Linked DNA regions of Macaca mulatta: region 1 is linked to region 2. The links are chromatin contacts, called in public Hi-C maps. All regions are on one chromosome and are shown on one strand. The core of a region is the stretch at or near the end of the contact, and the rest is flanking DNA. Distances in the headings are between cores, read along the strand shown.

Evidence for each region. A called contact is a pair of places that touch in the nucleus more often than the background predicts.
Region 1: a contact with region 2 is called in a Hi-C map of blood, with 3 times the contacts expected there. The contact joins the promoter of BRD7 here to the promoter of CNEP1R1 in region 2. A contact is called at or near these places in 2 of 14 Hi-C or Micro-C datasets (blood and cortical neurons).

What each region holds. Positions count from the first base shown.
Region 1 is chr20:45,815,400-45,821,999 of T2T-MMU8v2.0, reverse strand. It overlaps BRD7 (bromodomain containing 7), which reads left to right and starts at 1,993. Exons shown (of 18, transcript XM_077985626.1): 1 at 1,993-2,251; 2 at 2,670-2,878. The coding sequence starts at 2,203.
Region 2 is chr20:45,462,937-45,470,058 of T2T-MMU8v2.0, reverse strand. It overlaps CNEP1R1 (CTD nuclear envelope phosphatase 1 regulatory subunit 1), which reads right to left and starts at 4,838. Exons shown (of 6, transcript XM_015126091.3): 1 at 4,723-4,838; 2 at 3,596-3,667; 3 at 626-699. The coding sequence starts at 4,747.

The sequences.
Region 1 (6,600 bases), core at 744-3,243, 350 kb before region 2:
GCAGGCGGAAATCTCTGGGGGAGTCTCCCCGAACCAGGACCGTACAGCTCAACTAGCATTTTCTGGTGCCTTCTATGTGCCTTCATGGTATTAGTACTGGGAATTTAAAACTAGGTGAGTTTGGGCTTCCACGTCCAGGAACTTTTTTCTAGAAGGTGTTTTCTGCTTCATGCTCTTATTCACTTTCCATTGCTGTGACCACTTTGTGACCTGTGTACAATCACTCTTGAGAGGGAAGGGAAATTACTAACTCGATAGGATGGATGAGTTCACCAGACCTTTTTCCTCTGAGGGGCATTTGGACAGTAGTAGTCACTGTGCCAGATGCTGTAAGTACCAATGAGGTACCCAGGGTGATGAGGAGCAGACAGGTAAACCCACAGGTTGAGCCTGGAGCAAGGCAATGCCACAATAGAAGCTACAGTGGGAGTTGGCATAGTGGTTCTTCTTAAAGCAAAATAAGTTATAGACAATGGCTGAAAAGCTGAAACCAAGCTTTGCCCCATGCTTAGGGGGCCTTGCTGGCTTGATTTCAGAGCAGCAGAAGTTCTCTTCCCCAACACAACCCCTCTTTCCACAGCCTGATCTCTACCTCACGGACACCAGAGAGGCTTGTTATAGGGAAACAATAGACATACACTTTTAGCTTTCATGAAAAAGCAACTCTCTTCATTAGAAGAATCTCATCTTCCCTGGCTAACCATAGAAGTCCGGCAGGGACTGCCAATCACAGACTCCACTTCTCTTGGCCAAGGGGGTTGGGGGGTAGATTTGGCATCTAGGCTAAATCAATCTCCCATCCCCTGTCCCATAAAACATGTGACACAAGCCAAGCCAATCAGAGTCCTTCCCTGGGACTGTTTTCCGGGTGAAGCTGACAAGAAGAGATCTTTTTCCCAGTTGGTCAGGACACTATAAAGAAGAGGCCTCAGAAGCAGATGGGGGCCATGTTTCCAGCCACATAGGAAAGAAGGGGGAAGACGGAGACCGATTGTATACAGAGAGACAAGAGAGAGAAAGAGCTGGCATGCCAGTCAATAGCATTACATCCTTGGTTCCTGTCTTCCCTCTGGCAAGCTTTATTCTTGCCCTTCCTAGACATGTAAACCAATAAATCCCTTTTCATTTACTTGAAATAATTCAAATTGGTTTCTATCACTTGCCAACAATAGGGTCCTAAAATATAAGCCTATAATTTCACCACTGAAGTTCAAGGTAAAGCTACAAATCTTCCTGGGAGAGGTGATTCATGGGTCCAAATTCTTCCTGAAGTATAAATGACTGATGACAGATCCTTTCTTAAGAGGAGACTATAATTATGAGCTTATCTGAAAACAGACAAAGCACCATACAGCTAGAAGTAAAGACAGTCGAGACATCTGGAAATCTTCACCTATCAGCACATGAGATTTTTTTTTAAGATTAGAATCTTCAGTCACCAATGTGCTGAGTTTGCTGGTTCAGTCAATATTGTAAAAGGGAAGAAACAAGCAAGGGAAAGTGGAAAGAAAGGAAGAGTGGGGGAAGGAGGAAGGGTAAAAAAAGAAAAGGGAAAAAATAGTGAAGGAGACAGGGAGAGGAGAAGGAAGGGAGACGCGGGAGGAAGAACAGAGAGAGGGAAGGCTTGAAGGGAGGCAGTAAGTAGGGAAGGAAGAAAGGAAGGAAGGAGGAAGGGAAAAAGAAAGAGAGACAGGGAGGAGAAAGAAGGGAGGGAAGGGGAGAGGGAGGGAGAGACACACAAAGACAGAAACAAGACAGACAGATTGAGGGCAGAAGGAGGAAGGAAGACAAACAAGATTCTGAGCGGTAGATCCCGCCCCGGCCCCGCCCCAGCCCCGCCTCGGCCCCGCCCCGGCTCCGCTCCCGGCCCCGACTCCGCCCCCGGCCCGCGAGCTGCAGCGCCACCTCCGGTCGCCAGGGGCCGCCACCGCAGCCGCCGGCACCCTGCACGCGCGGCGGGCCCTCTTTCCCGCCTCTGCTCCGGCCGCTCGCCCCCCCGCCACCGCTCTCGGGCTCCGACCGGTCTCGCGCGCCGTCTTCTCGAGAGGGGCCTCGCGCCGCCCGGCGCGCGCCGCCCCCCTGCCTCGCGGCGCGGGGTCTCGCGGGCCCCGCTCCCGCCCTCCGCTCGCCTGGCCCGGACCGGAAGCGGCGCCGCACGGCCTGGGCCTGGCGCGGGGGGCGGGCACCGGGGCCCGGTCGGACATGGGCAAGAAGCACAAGAAGCACAAGTCGGAGAAACACCTCTACGAGGGTGAGGAGTGGGCCGAGGTGCGGGCGGTGGGCTCTCGGCCCCTTTGCGGGGCTTCCGCTCTTTCCCAGTGGCTTAGGGGCGGCCCAGGGCCCTTCCCTCCCACGGCAGGCCCAGGCCCGCGAAGGGGGCGCGTCCTGCCCGAGGCCGCGCTGCCCCCCGTGCGGCGGCGGCATTCGAACCCGGGTCCCCCTGGGCCGGTGGGTCTCTGGTGGGGAGACGTGAGGCGGCCCGAGAGGCGTGGGAGCGTTCGGGGCGGGCGGTGCCGCACCCCCGGGCCGGGCTCTGTCATTCAACAGGTGCTTCGCGGGGCGCCCAAAGCCACTTCGGCGTTGCTGCGCCTTCGCGCTCTGCATCCTTAGCACTCCCTGGAGAGCCCCGACTTTAATCGACGCGCTTTCTTTTCTTTTCTTTTTTTAAGAGTATGTGGAGAAGCCCTTGAAGCTGGTTCTCAAAGTAGGAGGGAACGAAGTCACCGAACTCTCCACGGGCAGTTCGGGGCACGACTCCAGCCTCTTCGAAGACAAAAACGATCATGACAAACACAAGGACAGAAAGCGGAAAAAGAGAAAGAAAGGAGAGAAGCAGGTTCCAGGTGAAGAAAAGGGGAGAAAACGGAGAAGAGTTAAGGTACAAGTGGTTGCATTGCTTTGGCTTTGCGGACGGCACCGCCTCCTCCAGCTACCAACCTCACTTTATTTTCTTTGTATCTGGGGAAACTGAAACGCCTCTAAGATCTGGCTCATTTGAAGAGGAGCAGGACAGAATAGAGACATGAATCATCTATGAGTCTCAGCAAATCGTTTTTGAATTATACTCTTAGGCAATTGTACTCGCACATCAGGTGAGGAAGCAGCTAAGCCCAAATTTTCAGGAGCTGCTTCAAAGAATGCTTTTTCCGTCTAGGCAGGGTAAAAAGTCATGCTCAAGAAAGCCTCAGTGTTCGAGGTTTGTCAAACAGAGTCATTTCAGAAGTGAATGGGATCTACTGGGATTTAAATTTTGTTCTGAAATAAATATTATAATGCCAAATCTGTAATGAGCAACTTTAAATCTTTTAAAACAATGTTGTAGTCTATTGAGAAAGTTTGGTCAGAGATCTGTAATGGAGATTGATATTCTTAACCATTTGCATTTAACAGAAAAGAATGAGTAGCTGCCATCTTGGTTTGAAAGCTGGGCAGAATAATTAATGGCTGGGCGCAGCAGCCCACGCTTGTAATCCTAACGCTTTGGAATGCCGAGGTGGGAGGATTGCTTGAGGCTGAAAGTTCGAGACCAGCCTGGGCAACATAGCAAGGCCCTGTCTCTACGAAATAAACTACGAAAATTTCTAGAGCCTGGTGGTGTGCACCTGTGTCCCAGCTATTCAGGAGGCTGAGGCGGGAAGATCGCTTGAGCCCAGGAGTTTAAGGTCACAGTGAGGTGTGATCACACCACTGCACTCCAGCCTGGGCAATAATATGAGACTCTGTCTCTAATAATAATAACATTGTTATTACTGTTATTAACTTTCCAAATTTGACCTGCCACTGAATGACTCAGTAAATCAATTATTGTGAAGGTAAATTTTCATAGGTTAGTTATATAACTTATGTTTGTAAATACAACAGGAGCTTTCTCTTACATGTGATTGAACACATTGCTAAGTCACCAAGTCTTAGAGATCTTATTTTGGGGATTTCTTAAGTCTATTCCTTCCCTTTTGTCCCAGTTTTTATTAGCTTTGGCTAGGTAGGAGTAATGTTTTGTTTTGTTCCTTAAATTATAAAACCCATATATGCATTTGATTTTTTAAAAGTAGTTCATGTGGTACAAAAGTACACAAAATGAAAAAAGTTTTCCTCACCGCAATCCTTCACATAGACTCCCTCTTCAGAGGTAACCAATTGTTTTTTTTTTTTGGTTTTTTTTTTTTGGTTTTTTTTTTTTTTTTTTGATTAATAGTAGTAAAGTAATGCGTGAAGATGGTTTTTAAAAGTCAAGAGTACTACACAGCTTTTTGACACAAAGCAGGCTGCTGCTCCACTCTGGAGTTGTACTTCCTACACTTTTTAGTATTTTTCCTTGCCTACTTATCTCCATTTCGAAATACAGATTTATATTTGCTGATTTAGCAGTTTATATCTTCTACTGACATCATGTTATGGAAGGTGAGAATTCAATTTCCCTTGCTCAAGATATAGGTACATCACAATTATTGGTTAAATTAATATTAAAGCGATTGTAGACAAGTACAGTATGCAAATACAAATCTGAACTTAACTAGTTAGATCATTGCTTTCATTTGTTTGGTTATTGCTTAATAATTCTTCCTAAACTCTAAGATTTATGAAACTCATTTGAGTTCTTTTCTCTGGAGACATTTATGTTACAGCTCTCTGTCTCCTGGAGGCTGGATTTGGGACTCTCCTTCACCTGCTTCCTGGATCTCATGCCTTCCTCTTTCTTGATTCATTCTCTTGTTCTGGTGGACTCTTAACTCTAGGAACTTCCTAAGAAAGCATACAGAGCGGGTAGATTTTATAAGTTCTAACATGTTTGAAAATCTGTGTTCTACCCTCATACAGGTTGATGGTTTGACTTGTTTAGATTGAAAATTATTTTCTTTCAGACTTTTGAAGGCATTCATTACTTTGTTGTTTTCTGGCTCCCAAAATTGGTGTTGGGAAGTCTGTTGCCATTCTGATTCTTAGTCCTTTGCATATGACCAGTATTTGCTAACTTGAAATTTTTAGGATCTTCCCCGTTATCTTCAGTGTTCTGACATTTCGTAATTAATACTTGTGCCTTCAGTTCAGAGCTGTTTGCTTGAAGTGTTCCTGTGTTCATTTCTTTCCCTCCATTTTTTCTTTTCTTGGTTTCTGGAACTCCTGCCCTTTAGATATTAGACTCCTGAACTGATCCTCTAATTTTCTTATGTTTTTCTCATATTTTTTCTGGGTGTGTGTGGGGCGGGGGAGGGTTCTTCCTTCAAGGAACATCCCTAAAATTTCTGACTTTTCTGGATTTATTTCAGATCTTATACCTTGAATTTCCAAGAATTTTTTCTTGTTCTCTATTTGTCCTTTTTGAATTAGCACCCTGTTCTTGATTTTAGATGCAGTATATTCTTTTCTTTTTCTGAAGATATTAATTGAAGTTTTTTCCTGTTTTTTCCTCCTAAGTTTTCTTTTGCTCCCTGCCCTGTCTCTCTCTCCCCCAAATTCTTCCATTTATTCGTCTGTCTCTGTTTTCTGTTGAAAGCATCCTTTAGTTGTCTTTTGAGCTTTTGCAGTCTCTACAAAGCTGATTAAATGCTTTTTACCTAGACAGAGGTTGTCAGTTAATGGACTTTATTGTTGAGTGACTAACAGGGACTCGGTCATTTTGGTGAAGAATGCCCCAATGTCTGTACCTTACAGGTGTTTTCTCTGGGATTTTAGTTTCTCCAGAGAAAAATCCTCTCCTAGGAGATGGATTTTGCCAGTTTTATCCGTATTTCTGGAGCCAACTATGGGACAGGGGCTGAAGGTCTTACCACCCAGTTTTCTGAGTCTGGCATTTCTCCTCACTTTTGGCTCATCTGGAGATTTGGAGACTCAGGTTCCCGGTGTCTCCCAGTTCTGAGCTTTTCCAGGGTTTTGGGATTTGGGCTTTTTTCAAAGGTATCCACCTCTCTGCATACGGGAGTATCTTGCTTTCTCTGTTCTGCAAATCACCCCATTTGCCTTCCGTCTCCCAAGTGTGTTGACGTGGCTTATCCACCTTTGTCCCTTATGTGCCCTTTGTTCCGGCCATCGTCTTGTTTAACAAAAGTTGAGGTAACCACTTTGAACCAGTCTGGTTTTTGTTCTGGCAGCTACCACCATAATCCCATGAATACATTAATATTCTTCATTTCTTGTTTTATTCATTATCTTATTCTTTATATTGACTACATAGTATTTAGTAACATGGATATACCATACTTACGACTATTACTTTTAAATCTTACATGTAATGCTGCAGTGAGCCTCATTGTACACACATAAGAATATCTTGTGTAAGAATATCTTCAGGATAGGTTCTTAGAAGTCCCCCCCCGCCGCCCCATGTTCCAGCTGCTCTATCCTTTCTTGACTGTGGCTCTAATGATCATCAGTCGCATTGTATTTTGATGTCATTGCACCTAAAATGGGTTCATATCCACAGTCTCTTCTGGACACAACACCTCTCAGAGTAGGACAGGTAGGGAGATGGTTTCTATTTCACATTCAGGGGTAGAGACTTCAGATCATCTGGGGTGTCACTGGTTCTGTAGGGACTGTTTGGGTCATTTTTTTTTTTCCAGACTAGACCAGGGAAGCAGGGAGAGATTCTTTTTGCTAGGG
Region 2 (7,122 bases), core at 3,589-6,088:
CAGGGTATCGCTCTGGCACACAGGCTGGAGTGTAGTGGCACAATCATAGCTCACTGCAGTCTCGATCTCCTGAGCTCAAGTGATCCTCCTACTTCAGCCTCCAAAGTAGCTGGGTACAGCATGCGCCACTACACCTGGCTGATTTTTAAATTTTTTGTAGAGATGGGGTCTTGCTAGATTACATTGCCCAGGCTGGTCTTGAACTCCTGCCTTGGCATCCCAAAGTGTTGGGATTCCAGGTGTGAGCCACCATGCCTGGCCTATTTTAGAACTTTTAAAAGCTGGCACTGATTACACTCAATGAACAAAGCAGAATGAAGAGAATACTCACACTGAAGTAAAAATGAGAGATATATAAAAAATGTACAAATGATAAATTCAGAAGTGAATGACAAATAACAACTAAATGTCTAAGAAATAATAGCATCTCTTAGACCTTTTCCCTGTAAAGACACTTAATTCACAACAGCCAGCCAAAATCTTCCTTGAGCAAATTAATAAAAGGCATATTTTTAATACGACAATATCACTAGTAGTAGTGTTTGAATACTTTATCATTAACAAAGCACTACAATATCCATTATCTCATTTAATTATGCTAATGATTTTAAAACAAAACTTCTACCTTTTGTGTCTCAGGGTCTATTAACCAGTTCCAGGCACCAGTAGCTGTACAGACAGATACCACTATAAGAAGCACTGATGAAAGATAAACACGAAATTAGTAAGCAAATACATACTTAATATGTGATACTATCACCAGAAGTTCCTACTAAATGACAACCAAAGAATATAGCACTTTATTAAATGGAAAATGCACTAACTAGACTCAGGAATTAGGAGGCTTGCCATATGGCTTCCAGGAATTCTCTTAAACATTGTGAACCTTAGTAATTAAGGATACTGTTTCTCTTATGATTTGGTCAGAACTTATGAAGATCAATGAAATAAAAAGCAATTCGATGGTGACACTTCAGTAGAAGAGTCTATGCTATGTAATGTTCACTGTGCTTAGTGAAGATTTTACAGATCTTGTAAACTCAAATTAAAAAAACAACAAACTCATTTTCTACTGTAAAGAAACCATCAAAGACTCCTTTTTGAATGTACTGAGAAGACTGACTAAAGGATTTTGCTTTGCAGATGACTGCCATGGTTACATTAAAGTCAGTGCAGGAAGTATGGAGCACACCAGTTAGTATCGGATTTTCTTTAAGGGACTTAAAGGTAGGGTAGAAATTCTGCCAGTAAAACTAAGAAAAGGTCTTTCTCTCCACTGAGCTAGCATGATTTTAGAAATTCTAAATAAATTGTAAGTAAAACTTAAGAATGGTATTAGTAAAAAATAATAAAGGGGCATCAAGACCCAGTTAATATTCTGGAGATGATGACCGTTGCCTGTCTTTCAGTTAGGACGCATACATTTTTCAAATGTGGAAATCCAGTTTCCAAGAGCAACAGAAATATAGCAAATATAGAAAAACAGGATCAAAATATCAAAACTATGTTCTGAACTCAGAATAGACTTAACTCAATTTCTTACAATTCTGTATTTGCAGAAATACACACACTATATTACACATGTATGTTTTAAAAAAAATAAGCAAAAGCAAAATCAATACACTAGAAAGGACCTCATACACATGCTTTATTTGGCTGGTTCATTAACCAAGTAAGTGCTAAGACCATGAGTCAGAGAAAAAGTAAGTATATTTATATCACCTTTTATAAGATAGGGCAGTATCATATACATTTTAAAAGATATTCAATTAACAGTGAAACATAGGTTTTGGGGATAATTCCTAGGTAAACCAGAGAACCTAGGAAAATCATTACCTGTAAATTCTGACCAACCAGAATTCTCACAGCATACTAATAAAACTTTGCAAATAGATTTAATAACAATTACACAAAAAATCTTGCCAGATCCTTAGCTTCAATAGTACTTTTTTGGTCCAGCAAACCGATTTACGCTTTGAAATAAAGTAAATCCTCAATGTGTGCTACTACACTTCCTTCTTGATAGGAATTAAATTTAAATAATGACCATCCAAGAAATTAAAACTATTTGGCCCGGTGTGGTGGCTCACACCTGTAATCCTAGCACTTTGGGAAGCCTCACCTGTGGTGAGGAGTTTGAGACCAGCCTGGCCAAAATGGAGAAACCTCATCTCCACTAAAAATATACAAAAAAATTAGCTGCACGTGGTGGCGGGCACCTGTAATCTCAGCTACTCGGGAGGATGAGGCAGGAGAATCACTTGAACCCGGGAGGCAGAGGTTGCGGTGAGCCGAGATGGCGCCACTGCACTCTAGCCTGGGCAACAGAACGAGACTTCATTCCAAAAAACAAACCAAAACTATTCCAAACATATACTAACAAAGCATTTTGTTTGATGATCTCATGGCTCCTATATTTGTCCACACTTCCTATGTATTTCCATGGGCAAGTAATCACTGTTCAAATTATATTTTGTAGCACTCATGATACTTATGAATAGATACTAATAATGTGAATTTCTTTTCTAGGTCAGACTTCAAAGCAGCAGTTATGCTTTGTTAAAAATCAACTAAGGGTAATTTTGTAACTTTTCCAAGTATACATTAAATAACATGACTTTACTTTTTTTTTTTTTAAAAAACACGGGGTCTCCCTCTGTTCCCTAAGCTGGAGTGCAGTGAACATAGCTCACTTAGCGCACTACACAGCTTACTACAGCCTCAACCTCCTGGGGATCAAGTGATCCTCCCAAGTTGCTAGGACCTCGGGGTGTGCCACCATGCCTGGCTAAATTTTTTTTTTTTTTTTTTTTTGAGTAGAGATGGGGTCTCTCCATGTTACCCAGGCTGATCTCAAACTCCCATGCTCAAGCAATCCTCCCGCCTCGGCCTCCCAAAGCACTGGGATTTTTATGCGCGTGACTCACTGCGCCCTGCCAATATGATTCTTCTTACTAAAATTTTATTCCAATAGTTTGTAGGCAAATTATAAAACTGCCAAACGGGCTAGTGAAATTTTTATTAGGTATGTCTTTATCAAAGTTGTAATAGTTAATTTAAAAATTTAAATATTTTTATTATTTATTTATTGAGACTGGGTTTTGCTCTTGTCGCCCAGGCTGGAGTGCAATGGCGCAATCTCGGCCCACTGCAATCTCTGCCTCCCGGGTTCAACCGATTCTCCCACCTCAGCCTCCCGAGTAGCTGCGATCACAGGCGGCACCACCATGACCGGCTTATTTTGTATTTTCAGTAGAGACGAGGTTTCACCGTGTTGGCCAGGCTAGTCTTGAACTTCTGACCTCAGGTGATCCGCCTGCCTGGGCTTCCCAAAGTGCTGGGATTATAGGCGTGAGCTACAGCGCCTGGCCAAAAATATGTTTTTTAATGCAAAAACAAAAACAACCACACGACATAGACTGTTCTTTTGAGAAGGCCAGTTACAATTTCCTTTTCTTAAACATTTCTTCATAAGGCATTGTTCACAATGTTAAATAAATTTACGCAAACATTTTACATAAAAGCAAATCATTCCTACATAAGGATAAAATTATCAACTGTTAGTTTTCCCTTAAAATAACATTCAGGAACTTACTTCTCCAACGACCAGTAGCAGGTTGCAAACAATGAATATATTCAGTAAGTCTCCTCTCAAAAGCCTTGAGATCTAGGTAGAAAGATGTCAATTTTCCAATTAGCCACTCTTACTCTTCTGACGAAATGTCACAGAGTATTTACCTAACATTAAGACGACACGTGAGACACTCTTAACTGCTTCAGGTCTTACACACTAACTTCCATGTATCACTGCACTGTTTATTTCATTTACTATGACAGCTTTTTAAGCACTTGACAAAAACATTAGAGTTCTTTAATTCCAATTTCTCATATAAGAAAACTTACTGATTCACTTTTAGAAGCTTCATAAAAATGGTATGGGGAGAAACTAAGCAGCTGCCTCAGCCAGCGCCAAAAGCGAACAATTTCAGGGTTGCAAATAAAATTAAAATCCAGTTTTAGCTCTCCGGGAACCAAGAACTTCCTATTAGAACCACGTAGTGCCTAACATCAAAGTCTTCGAGGTCTACCTGACTACAATTACCCGCCTGCTGTTTCCAGCTCTTATATTTAATTAATGGCTACGCTGTCTGGCCTTACTAGACTTCTTGACACTGATAGCGGGTGGGTGTGGAAAGACATTCCCCTTGCCCCCTCCGAAGGGGGTACAGGTGATCTTCGTGGCGCCCAGGCAGCGCCTAGTTCTAGAAGACAGGGGCGTCTAAGCTGCTCCGAGTGGTGGGGTATCCTTTCCGCAGTGGTGTGCTTTAAACTTTAAAACACCGAGCGGCACTTCCTAACCTTGGCAGTTACCGGAAACCACCGTAGGAATCAGGGATACAACTCGCGGGGCTGTGAGAATGAAATGAAATGAATTAGCAGGCTACAATGCACGGAGTGCAAGTGTCTGCCAATGAATAGAAAATAAAAATAGTAGCTGGCGAGGAGCTCAAAACCCTCTAGGCTTGTGGGGACAGAGGGAGCTGAGGCGCCGCCCCCCGCGTCCGGCCAGGTACGGCTGCCTCCGCGCCCCCAAGCTCCGGGCCCCGAGCTCCATCCTCTGCGGCCTCCTCCCCGGGCGGGGGTCTTCACGACGCCGGCCCCTCCGGAGCGCCGCCAGCTTCTGAGAGGAGACGTGGGACGGGCCCGGGCGGCCCACCCTACCTTCCGCCTGCTCCAGCGAGTTCATGTCTGGCGGCAGCTCAGCTCACCGCCGCGGCCCCGTCCGCATCGCAGCTTCCGCGGCCCCCGCCCGGCCCGCAGCGCCAACTCCCACCTCTAACCGCTCCCCGCTGCCCCTCCCCGTCGCACCGCCCCTTGCCTATACCCGCTACGCTCATTGGGTTCCTCTAGTAGACCGCCAACTAAGACGGCTTTCTATTGGCTATCTCTTGCACCAGCCTCGGAGCTTAGCGTTGGACTGTCAGCCGGAGGGACCAAGAACTCCCTGCGGCCAGGCTGGCGTAACGCTGGCGCCGCCTCCTGCCCCGGGGAGGAACTGCAGCCCTCCGAAGCCAGATCGTTCATTCATTTATTCCCCGTTCGCCGCTTGGTTCCTTCATTCCTCAAATGTTGATTGAGCGCCCACTACCTTCCAGGCATTATTCTGGTCGCTAGCGAGGGATACAGAAATCAAAGAGCTGGTTCTGTCCTCAAGGATCTCAAGGAGTAATGAAATCTGTACAGAACTAACTAGAACCCTAAATAACCAGCTTCCTTAATTATGGTATCCTAGATAACCAACTCCTTAAGTAAACACTTCTCTCTTGGTTACTTTCTTCTCACGTCACCTAACTTTCATAATTCATAAATGAGGCAAAGTATAAGCCCAAATACCTATAGCTTAAGAAGAGATCTGTAAGGATTTGACTACATTTATATTTGATCACAAGGCCTGCTTGTTCATTTATTGGTGGCATTCTTTCATTCAAAACCATTTTATTGCCTAACATGCTAGACACTGTATTGATACGGGTATGAGCCAGATAGACAGGATTCCTGCCCACAAAGAGGAAGGGTTACAGCAGGCAACAAACAAGCAAATAAGAAATTTATTTCAAATAAGAATACTTTTGTTAAAATGGAGATCCTGGCCGGGCGCGGTGGCTCACGCCTGTAATCCCAGCACTTTGGGGGGCTGAGGCGAGTGGATCACTTGAGGTCAGGAGTTGAGACCAACCTGGGCAACATGACAAAACCCTGTCTCTACTGAAAATACAAAAAAATTATCCAGGCGTGGTTGTGCATTCCTGTAATCCCAGTTATTTGGGAAGCTGAGGCACGAGAGTCACTTGAACCCAGGAGACAGAGGTTGCAGTGAGCCACTGCACTCCAGCCTGGGTGATAGAGTGACACTGTCTCAAAAAAAAAAAAAAAAAAAAAAATCCTAAGACTGATGGACTAGATTTTTTTGTGGCAGTAACATACCAACTTATAAACAAGACCTAAGGTCCTGCCAGGCAAGGGTTAAGTCACTCACCCAGACGCTTAAAGAATAAACTATGTTCTAACTGCCACAATGTTCGTTTTTTTCCTCTAGCAGCTAAACAAGCAATATTAAAACAATTGCAGCTTACTAACTACCAGTCACTGACTAACTGATCCCTTTGTTCCACAAGCCATAACTCCTGCTTTGATTAGACAAGAGACTGATTTCAGTAACTTTCTCCTGATAAGAGACCACTCACCAAAGACTGGCCCTAGCCGGTTTGCAGAGGCTGCACACTGAGTGCCTTTATGTTCTCTACTTTGCCTTTTGACATAATGCAATTAAATATTAAGTCTCTACCCCACAGTGAACATGTGACCCACGTAACATGCATGTTTGTTTGTTATGCATGTGTGCACCCCTCTTTCCTGAATATTCATAGCTTCTCCTATAACCTGTTAAATATGTATACTTGGCCAACCCATTTGGCATAAGTTCCTGCTTCACCCTTCTCTCCTTCAAAGTGCCTGCTTTTGGTCTCTGCCAGAGACCATACTTCCCAGCTTATCAGGATGGCCAGCCTGCAGGCTCCAACCCTTCAGAAATAAACCTCTTCAGGCCGGGCACAGTGGATCATGCCTGTAATTCCAACAATTTGGGAGGCTGAAGTGGGAGGATCACTTGAGTCCATGAGTTCCAGCCAGCCTGAGTGGTCTCTGCAAAAAACAAAAAACACAACATTTAAAAATTAGTTGGGCGTGGTGGCATGTGGCTGTGGTCCCAGCTACTCAGGGGGCTGAGGGCGGAAGACTGCTTGCGCCTAGGAGTTCAGCGCTGCAGTGAGTTATGATTGCACCACTGCACTCCAGCTGGGGCAATAGAGCAAGACCCTGTCTCAAAAAACAAACAAACAAACAGAAATAAAGCTCTCCTCCCCAAATTTATGAACCTCATGATTCTTTAGTTGACAGTTCTATGAAGGGAGTAACAGTAATAGGGTACAGTGAGACAAAGGAAGGTTAGCAGGAGCTCATGCTCTGGGAGGGCTTCATGAGGCAGAGGCATTTGAGCTGAGAACCAAAAGATGGATGAGAAGAATCCAGCCGGCCGGGCGCGGTGGCTCAAGCCTGTAATCC